Regions from separate parts of the Oryctolagus cuniculus genome. Here regions 1 and 3 are each linked to region 2. A link is a contact called in public Micro-C data. All regions are on one chromosome and are shown on one strand. Each heading gives the region's core, a stretch centred on a gene start, on an enhancer-like site or on the middle of the called end of the contact. The rest is flanking DNA. Distances are from core to core; before and after follow the strand shown.

Evidence for each region. Hi-C and Micro-C count contacts between places; a contact is called where the count stands out from the background.
Region 1: a contact with region 2 is called in a Micro-C map of ear pinna, with 4 times the contacts expected there. The contact joins the promoter of SMIM27 here to the promoter of ACO1 in region 2.
Region 3: a Micro-C map of ear pinna shows a contact between it and region 2, with 5 times the contacts expected there. The contact joins the promoter of RIGI here to the promoter of ACO1 in region 2. A contact is called at or near these places in 2 of 6 Hi-C or Micro-C datasets (ear pinna and an unstated tissue).

The regions. Positions count from the first base shown.
Region 1 is chr1:195,928,443-195,931,672 of mOryCun1.1, reverse strand. It overlaps SMIM27 (small integral membrane protein 27), which reads right to left and starts at 1,622. Exons shown (of 2, transcript XM_051844809.2): 1 at 1,270-1,622; 2 at 900-1,113. The coding sequence starts at 1,481. The coding sequence ends at 1,038. It overlaps TOPORS (TOP1 binding arginine/serine rich protein, E3 ubiquitin ligase), which reads left to right and starts at 1,341. Exons shown (of 3, transcript XM_002707947.5): 1 at 1,341-1,482; 2 at 2,861-3,055. The coding sequence starts at 1,480. NDUFB6 (NADH:ubiquinone oxidoreductase subunit B6) reads left to right here. Exons shown (of 4, transcript XM_002708038.5): 4 at 277-454. The coding sequence ends at 345.
Region 2 is chr1:195,755,822-195,759,115 of mOryCun1.1, reverse strand. ACO1 (aconitase 1) reads right to left here and starts at 1,331. Exons shown (of 22, transcript NM_001082315.1): 1 at 1,236-1,331.
Region 3 is chr1:195,902,279-195,905,843 of mOryCun1.1, reverse strand. RIGI (RNA sensor RIG-I) reads left to right here and starts at 2,065. Exons shown (of 18, transcript XM_002708040.5): 1 at 2,065-2,407. The coding sequence starts at 2,302.

The DNA.
Region 1 (3,230 bases), core at 373-2,872, 170 kb before region 2:
TTTCTTGGAGCCATGCAAAATAAAGATTATCCCTTTATCACTTGGAGGACATAACTTTCATGTTTTTTCTGTATATTTTGAGTGAAATTTCCCATATTTTTTCCCTTGTACCAGAAGGTTTTGGATACTGATTACTCATCTTTAGACTTTCAAAGTGAATGCCAGAGATCAATTGGCTCTTCCATTCAATGTTGGACATAGAGCAGAATGGAACTTCCAGTGCTGCAGATTTCAGATTTGTCTACTAAATGCTGCTTTTTTTTTTTTTTTCCTTAGGGTGATATAATTCTGGAGACTGGAGAAGTAATTCCACCAATGAAAGAATTTCCTGATGAACACCACTGAAGATTAAATAAAAATTTCAAAGGTGTATGAGCCCAAGTTTGTTCTTCCATCACCAGATTTACTGAATACATTTTCTGGACTAGTAACTTCAATAAAGCTGACTTTCAGAGAAGTGTCCTATTTCTTCTCAACTGTACAATTTAAGACTCTAGGTAATTTAACAGAAATACCACCACATTGCTACACAGATGACATGAATGACCCACCTACTGATGTTGGCCCTTCTTGACTTGGAAAACAAGCTGTAGAAAGTTTTTAGTCACAATTCTTTTGCTTAAACAGAGTACTTACCTAATTTGGTGTGAGTATACAACAGAGTGAGATATTGCAACAAGCAAATAGAACAGAAATTCCGAACACCTGTTTTGAAAGAGGGCTTTCTGAGAAATGTTTAAGGCAGTGTTTTAGAAATCAGAGTGAAAGGTCTGTCATCCCAGCTATGATCTAAGGCTGTCAAATTGCAGTTGCTTTGAATTTGGTCATATATACGAAATATAAAAGACAATTTTTAAAGTATCAGTGCTTATAAAGGACTATACAAAAATGAACCTGGGCACTTTGCAGTATGAATTTTATTTTGTAAATCTACAAAGGTGTCGGATAAGCATAAGGGAAAGAACTGTGTTTGCAAAGAACTAAATTCAGTAGAATTACAAGTCTTCATTCATCCCAGAATTTCGGGTATTGCTTCCTTAACTGTCGCCGCGCGGCCACGGTGGATGCATAGATGACGTATCCCCAGGAGAGTAAAACGATCGCCAGCAGCAGCTATCGAGAAAACAAACGCGGAAAGGTAACAAAAGCACAAACCACAACACAGGGCGTGGAACGTCCCCGCCCGTCGGTGTGGGTTTCCGTGCGCGGTTGCTAAGGTGGGAATTCGGCGACCCAGGCCAATAGACGGGATTCCGGAGGCAAGCCTACCCGGCAGCCTTCACGTCAGCGGCGGAAGAGGCGGGCCCGGGCGAGGGCGTGAAACGCTTAATGCAGAAATGGGCTTTGGAGTTTCTGGGCGCTGAAGATCCAGGGGCCCCTCCGCCCGCGGGCCCGGGGAGTCGACGGCGTGGAGCTGCGCCAGACCCGCGACCTACCGCTGAGTAAATCCGATCCAGCGTGCGGCGACTCACAGGCGTCATGGTGAGCAGGCTGGCGGCGGCCCGCGGGCTCGGGCGAAGGCTGCGGCTCCTAGGGCGACCTCCCGGGCGGCGGCTGCCGGGCGGCGGCGGCCATCTTGCAGCCGGGCAGGAGCGCCCGCCCCCTGGCTTCCCGGAGCGTGTCCCGGCAGGCCGGCCGGCCGCTTCCGCCCGGAGTTGGGAGCGGAGTTAGGCGATCGGGGGCCCAGCCCGCCTTTCGGGGAGGGGATGAAATAAGCGAGAAAGTGCGTTAGGAATTGCCCTTTGTCACCCCGATTGCTGGGCCTGCACCTTCAAGAAATAGACGATTTCCCTTTCAGATGCAGTGCAGTGTTAATGCAAAGTACTGTGCCGTCGCGTGCGTGTAAAAGTTTATTTGAAAACTGTTTCACAGGCATCTGAGGATCCAAGCAGTACCGTTCTCCCCGCGCACCTAGTCCACACGGTGTAGACAGGTCTCCGACCTGAGCGGGAATACCCCACCGTTTTACACAGCGGTGGCGGTTGTTGAAATCTTGTTAACTGAGCCCTCGTTGGACAGTCCGCCCCGGGGCGCGCCGCAGCCCGCTGGTGGAAGCGGCGATTTCCGTGGCACGCGTCGCCGCGCCGAGGGACCGGCCGGGCAACAGGTGCTGGCCGAGCGAGCCGCTGCCCGGGCCGGCGGCGGGTGGGACCTGCCGGGCGCCCGGGCCGGCGGTTTGGCGCGAGTGCGCCCAGTGCAGCCCGCCAATGTTTGGGCGCTCGAAGGTGAGGCCTGACTGGTGGAATGTGGTAACGGGCCGCCGCGGGCTCCGGGGTTCTTGCTGGACACCATTTGAGCAGTTTTCAGAACCCCGATTTCCGGGCGTGCGAAGGAGACAGGAGGCACTTCTCGGAGAGAAGAACGGTAGGTCTGAGGGAGAACTCGGGCCCCGTTCGGGGTTCCCCCTGAAGACTTCGTAGGCTACTGTTCGGGTCTCATTCGAACCCCGTGCAACCGGAGGGAAGTCCATGGAACAGTTCCCACGGCTGTACACTGGAGCTAATTTTAGTAACTTCTCAACAGAGTTCGGAGAGGCTGGAGACCAAGCTAGTTACCGTGAGTCCCGGGTGAGTCGGCAGTGAACGTTAACTTGCCAACCCCGTCACCCGCTAGGACGAATAGTAACGGGAACCGAGGCGAAGGCTGAGTTTCGACTCCGGGGTCGGGTCTGGAGCGTTGGGGGAAGGGCGGTCTCGGGCCGGTGCGCGCTAAGCCCCGCCCTCGGCGCGGGCGCCCGTCCCCCCCGCGCATGCGTCGACACGGCGGGTGTTTTGTTTTGATGCGCCGGGAGTCGGGGGCTGGGTCTCGCCTTGTGCCCCGCCCCCAAGCCGTCATTGGTGAAAAGTGCTTTACGTCACAGGGGTCGAAGCAGCCGCCGGGGTCTCCGCTGTCTCGCGAGGAGGGTGAAGCGCCGGCGCCGGCTCCCGCGCCTGAGGGTAGGCGGAGAAGTCGCCGGGTCCGCCTTCGCGGATCCTGCCGTCACCGACCCAGCTTCCTGGGCCGCCGGGAGCTTGCCGCGAGCTCCCCAGCCGGGGCCGCGCCTGCATCCCCCGAGGTGAGTTGCGCCGGGAACAATGGGGTGTGGGGGTCTGGAGGGCTGGGCGCGCTGGCGACCCCGCCGGGAGCGCGGCCTAGGGGCGAGGAGGTGCGGCCTCGGCCTGAGGGGCTGTCCGGGCCTCGGCGGCGCCGCGGGGCTGGCGGGCGGCTCTGGCGGCGCACCTGTGGATCTG
Region 2 (3,294 bases), core at 82-2,581:
ACCAACCCCTACACACTTGGCAGGTCCTGCTAGGCACAGAAACCATCAAAGCCATGGGTGAGCGAGCACTGTCAGGCTTTCAAGAGGACAATGAGATTTGTCACGGCTTACGGGACACCTAGTGCCAGGTTTCTAGGATGAGGTTAAGCTTGGTTCCACACAGCAGAGGTTTGCACTGTCCATGGCATGGGTGGTGTGTGTTCCCACCCAGATGACAGATCACCAAAGAGAAACACGCCCAGCCAGTTAAACCTCTGAAGCTCTCTACCTATACCAGAGGTTCTCAAAGTGTGATGCCGGGAGAACGCCTGGGTGTCTGCAAGGTGAAAATCCCCTTTATCGGGACTAGTAGCCTTTTTCAAGCTCCTGTTTTCGGGAGAATACCGTGGAACAATCTAGAAGCTACAAATGATAAGGGATATTGCAACAGACTTAACACAGAAGCAGATAGGACAACCCGGCCTCTCCTATGAAGCCTGACCTTCAGGAAGTTTGCAAAAACGTAAAACAATGCCACACTTCGCAAGAACGTTCTGTTTGAAGAAAAACACTGCTTTTCAGGAAAATGAGAGAGACTTGTTCATTATGAAATATAGTACTAACTTCTCAGTTCTGTTTCTACACTGTAAGTACTTCTAGGAGTAAGCCACATGAACACAGGCTCCCTGGGATACTAAGTTTTCAGAGTGTCAAGGAGCACTGGTTTCAGAACGGGTTGGGAACTTCTCTATTGCACGCTGTCCCTGGTGAGGTCCTGGATGAATCGCGAAAAGCACCCCAATCTCCTGCTTCACTCTCAAACGGGTCAGGTGGACCGGGGGTCGCTCCCCTCGGCCCATCTTCCCTCTACCCGTCGGGGTGGAGTCCCCAGTCTGCCCGCCCAGCTTCGGCGAGGGTTTCCCTCTCAGGTCATTCTGGCCTGGACAAGGACGCTCCAATGAGGCCCGCACCGCCTCAGGGTCTGGGGTCTAGGCTCTCGCGGCGGGCGGCACGCGCAGCCAAGCTAAGAGGGGCCGGCAGAGACGCGTCCACTTCCCGACCCCTGTGCCCGGAGCGACACAGGCAGGGGACAGCGCAAAGAGGTCACCCCGGGCCTCCTCTGGGCTCGCCCCCACCCCCACCCCCTGGCCGCTACTGCCTCGGGCGCGGCGGAACCAGCCCGCACCGACGCCCCGGGGGGCCTGGGTGGCCGGCGCTCCCCCGGCGGACCCCGGTCGGGCCGAGCCTACACTCACCGCAGACAGCTCGGTGGGGATCCCGCGACTTGCGCGCGCGGACCAGGCTGCGGGGCTCGTTCCCGTGTGCTGCGCGGTTCCAGCCACCGCCTCCACGCTCCTCCTCAGCTGCCCCGGGGCTGCCGGACGCCGAGCCGAGCGGGGGCGGGGCGGGCAGCGGGATAGGGCGGCGAGGGCCGGAACCAGCGGGCGCGGCGGCCGGAGGGGGCGGGGCCGGACCGCCTCCGCCCCGCCCATGCCCCGCCCCTCCCCGGTGGACCTAGCAGGAAGGGCGGGGGCTCCTCCGTCTTCTTGGTCCACAGCCAGGGCCATTGTCGCTCTCGTTGCACTAGAAAGTGAGCCGACGGTGTGGCCGTTAACTGCAGAGGCTTCGTTATCTGGTGGCCCCGTACATGTGTAGCTGCCCTTGCTGAGTTCCCAGTAGCAAAAAGCACACGTGGGCATGGGGATCGCGCTGTCAGGACTGAGCTTCCCCGTGTCTGAGGCTTAGGAATGCACAATTTTCATGTGTAAGGTTTTTTTGTTTTTTAACGTATGTACTTTCTAGTGTGTACACCTGTCCGAAGTCCGAGAAATGACACTGAGTGGGCGGTCCCGAGACCTGTTTTTGACGTTGGTAAATGTACCCTCTCAGGTAAACGTAGTTTCCAGAAGGAATTAGATCTTTCTAGATGAAAGGTGCAGAGCTTTCCCACACCAAATGATCTGGAAAGTTACCGTAGGTTTCCACCTTGAGTTGTCGTCGTTTTCTATCTGGATAAACAGCTTGTGACGTTAATAATTAATAGCTAATACTAAAACTGTTACCGTTTACAACTGGGAGGCTGCCCTACCAGAGCCCTGTGATTGGATCTTTCTGTGTCATCCCATTCAACTCTTCTAGCCATCCTGCAAGCTTTGCTTTGCCCCTCGTGCTGCACTACAGGGTATGGGTAACCTCTACTTATATTTAATTCTGAAATAGAAAGTAATATATTTTTAAAATTTATTTATTAATTAGACAGAAATCTGCCATCCACTAGTTCACACCCCAAATGCCCACAACAGCCAGGGGGCAGCTGGGAACCAGGAACTCAGTCTGGCTCTCCCACGTGGCTGCCAGGGACCTAAGTCCTAGAGCCGTCATTTGCTGCCTCCCAGGTGGATGTTTGCCTGAAGCTGGAAGGAAGAATGCGTTCAGGACTCAAACCGAGGCACTCTGATGTGGGATGTGGATGTCCCAAATGGATCTTAACCACTGGCTGAACACCTACCCTGTGAAATACAAATTGTCATATTTAATCTTGAAGGGGTGGATTCACAGTATTTCCAATATGGGAGGATGCTTTCTTCCCACTCATGTCCTTCCATTTACATTAATCAAGCAAAGTTTCCTTGAGTTTCTACCATATTTTAGAGGTTTAACACAAGCCCCCAAAATAACTGTCCCCTTGGGAGCCCTATGGGGAAGGTAAGATTAGGAAGAAGGCACAGAGCAGGGTAAGGATATGTCCAGCTAAATTTTGATTCATACTAAAGCAGCCCGTTAAGGAAGAAGAATTTCTTAATATTCAGTGGTAACAGACACATAGCTGATAGCCTTCGATAGAAAATTATTAAGTCAGGCAGGGTGCTGTGGCCCAGCAAGTTGAGCCACCGCTTGCAACAGCTGCATCCAGTATCAGAGTGCCTGGGGTCCAGTGCCGCCTCCATTTCCAATGCAGTTTCTTGTTAATATATACCATGGGAGGCAGAAGATGATGGCTCTAATACTTGGGTCCCTGCACCCAACATAGGAGGTCTGGATGGAGTTCCTGGCTATTGATTTTGGCCTGTTCCATCCCTGGCTATTGGCAGGCATTTGAAGAGTGAGCCAGTGGATGGAGGATCTCTCTCTCTCTCTCTCTCTCTCTCTCTCTTTCTCTCTGCTTTTCAAGTAAATACTTAAAAAGAAAATAAAGAGCTCTAAAGGGAACTGAGATTATTTGTACACACACTAGCCAGAGTTACACAGGAAATACTTCCCACATCACTGCAATGTATTGCTCTTGGACAGGGCAGTGACATGCTGGCCAGGAAT
Region 3 (3,565 bases), core at 816-3,315, 150 kb before region 2:
AAAAAAAAAAAAAAAAAGATGTAATAGCAACAAATGATTTGAAAATGAAAATTTAAAAACTTCATTTACAGTAGAATTAAAGAACAAAACTAATAAATTTAACATGATTTGTACATGTGTAAGACTTTTAATAAAGTATTGCTGAGAGAAATTAAAGACATAAGTAAATTTTCCAAGAAATCAACACCAGCTGGGAGGCAGAGCTGCCAGGGAACTTACAACTGGAGGAAAAATCGAAACTGCAACCACGTTCGTGGACTAAAAGACTCAATATTGGTTAAGATGTCAGTTCTCGCCAAGTTCATCTGTAGGTTCAGTAAAACCCCTGTCAAAATCCCAATAGGCATTTGTTTTTTTAATTGAGAAGTTGAATCCTGTTTCATACAGAAATGCAAAGTGCCTGCAATAGCCAAAATAATCTTCACAATGAAGAACCTATTTGAGGGGCTCAGTGGTACCTGATTTGAAGACTTACTTGAAATTTACAGCAAACGAGAGAGAGAAAGTGGTAGTGCTACAAGAGTCAGGAAATAGAATGGAATAGAATATAGTCAGAAATAGACTTACACACATAGAGTCAATTAAGTTTTTTTTATAGAGGTCCCAAGGCTATTTAGTGGAAGAAGGAAACATTTTGAACAAATGATGTTGCTAAAACGAGAAGTATGGAAAAAAATGAACCTGGTCCCTTATGACACATCACAACAAGATTAATTGAGATATCACAGACTTAAAAGTAAAAGAGAAAAAGTAAAAGAAAACAGTATGTTAATGACCTTGGGGTGGGCATAGATTTATTAAAGGGAACACAAAAAGAAATGAATAGAGGAGAAAACTGGTAAAAAGCACTCATCAAAAGACACCATAAATAAAGTGGAAAGGGGTAGGTGTGTTTGGGGTGATGATTAAGATGCTGCTTTGGATGCCTCTATCCCATATCCGAGGGCCTGAGTTAGAGCCCTGGCTAAAATGAACCCTGGAAGTAGGCTCAAGTAGTTAGGTCCCTACTACCCACATAGGAGAGCTGGAATCAGCGCTCAGGCATTTGGGGAATGGACCAGGGGATAGAAGTTTTCTTTATCTCTCTGCCTCTCAAATAAAATTGTGTGTGTGTGTGTGTGTGTGTGTGTGTAAACAAAAGGCTAGATGACAGACTGGGAAAATATTTTGAATACCTATATTTGACAATTTTGTATATAGAATAATCACTCTTGTAAGGCTATGTATCTTAAATATTTATTTATTTGAAAGTCAGCGTTACTGAGGGGGGGTATCTTCTACCCATTGGTTCACTCCCCAAATTGCTGCAACCATCAGGGCAGGGTTAGACCAAAGCCAGGAGCCAGAAGCTTCCTCCTGGTCTCCCACGTAGGTGCAGGGGCCCAAGCACTTGGGCCATCCTTCACTGCTTTCTAGCACATTAGCGGAGAGCTGGGTCCGAAGTGGAGCAGCCAGGACTGGAATGGGTGTCTGGGACGCCAGGGTCACAGGCAGGGGCTCTTACCCTCCTATGTCACAATGCAGGGCGCTGTGTAAGTCTATTTTAAAACATTCCAAAATTAGGCAGAAGTTTCAAATGCAGGGTTATATGAAAGGTCAGAAAGCACATACAGATGTGTCCAACATCATTAATTATATGAGAAATCAAAATTAAGGCCACAATAATGTATCATTTCATACAGACCAAGATGGAAGCCAAATGAATAAATTAAAAAGAAAAAAAAAAAAAGACTGACCTATGTGTGCATCTGCTGGCTATCCATGCACTGGAGCCCGCATCTGCTAAGGGTGCGAATGGAAACTGGCGTGGCCATTTTGGACAACAGGTGACAGCTTCCAAAAAGGTGAATGATACCCTCACCGTGGGGCCCAACTGATCTGGGGAAGGTGGTTAAACCTGTATGCATTTTTCAGAACTTAGCGAATCGCACCCTTCAATTGTGCGCATTTTGCTCTCTTTATACTTTACCGCTGTAAAAGCTTCCCGGGGCTTGGAGGTGGGGGAGGGTTGTCCTCCTCGGTTCCCCACCCCCCACCTCGGGTGAACAGGAAAGAGAAACTTGCAGAACTGGGGGAAGCGCTCGGCCAGGGCCGGCCCCGCCCTCCTGCGGCTGCAGCGAGTTGCAGTTTCGATTTTTCCTCCAGTTGTAAGTTCCCAGGCAGCTCCGCCTCTCAGCCGCGGTTGATTTCTTGGAAAATCCCTCCCCTCCCCGCTTGGCGTGCCCGCCTCCTCCAGCCCAGCTTTAAAGGGAGTCGGGCAGCAGCCGGGTGGGGTGGATCTCACCGGGCAACGAGGCCAGCATGACCGCCGAGGAGCGGAGGAACCTGCAAGCCTTCAGCGACTATGTCAAGAGGATTCTGGACCCTACCCACATCCTGAGCTACATGAACTCCTGGCTTGGGGAGGGTGAGTGGATGCCCAGCGGCGCCTGCCCGCCCCTTGGGGGCAAGGAAAAACTGAGGACTTGTTTTCCCCTTGCTGTTTTCCTTTTTAAATCGGTGGAGGTAACCAACCTTCAGAAACACTATTGGTTCAGGGTTTGAGGTGCACTAGGAAACCCAGGTAGGGACATTGAGAACCAGCGTGGTGAAGTGACTCGCTTAGGGTGCACTTTTTTTTTTTTTTTTTTTAAGGTTCAAAGCTGGGGAAAGAAACTGTCCTTTTCATTTATTTCCTCTAACCTTTGAGTTGGCTAGGTGCCTGCCTTTGTCCTGGAATTGGAGATTGAGAAATAAGATACAGCCCCTTCCTTAGTATGCTCTCCAGTCCAGGGGTTTGCCAGGTGGGGAGTGAAGGGTGAGGATACAATACTGTGGTACACAACGCTGTCCAAAATCCAGGCAAGGTGGTGCCTCCTCTGCGAGGTCTCATTTGTGCTTGCAAACGATGGAAAGGTTGAGAGGAGCTTGACTTTCCCCAGACTGAATGTTCAGGCTTTATGTTCAGGCTTTAGGACAGGTGTTTCGGGTAGTGAGTAGCGAATTGCTTTGTGCTGGACATTGGCAGAGGTATTCACACTTGGGGAGACAGAGGTAGGTGGTGTTTGCAAGGACTCCAGGTGGAAGACAGGACCTAGCAATTCCAGGTGCCTTAATGCCACTCCTGAAATGCTAATCAGCTTTTGGTAACTGCAGTGAAACTCCCAGGCAGGTACCTTGGGTGTTTATTGCTCTGTTAAACCAAACTCACCTTGTGGAGTGAGCAGCAAAAGAATGCCACTAAGGAAAGTGCACTTTCACTTTCTGGTTCTGCCCTGAGAGAGGTGTGGGCTCCTACACAATGTGAGGCCACGCCTCTTTAGAAATCCCTGGATGAAACCCTTCTAGTGTGCAGTCTCACCCACTCTCCCCTGTTGCAGCACAATCTCTACCTGCAGGGCCCCCCAAGCCTGGATCTTTGTCCTGAGTTCCAGACCTCCCCATTCAGTGATCTGCTGAACATGGCTTCCTGGATGTATCTAAGGCACACAGAATCAGAAGTCCAAATCTGGGGAGTCCTTCATAGATCCTTGCTGGAACAGTGAGAGAGGCAAGATGGCACATTGGAAGTTTAGTAGAAAGACCC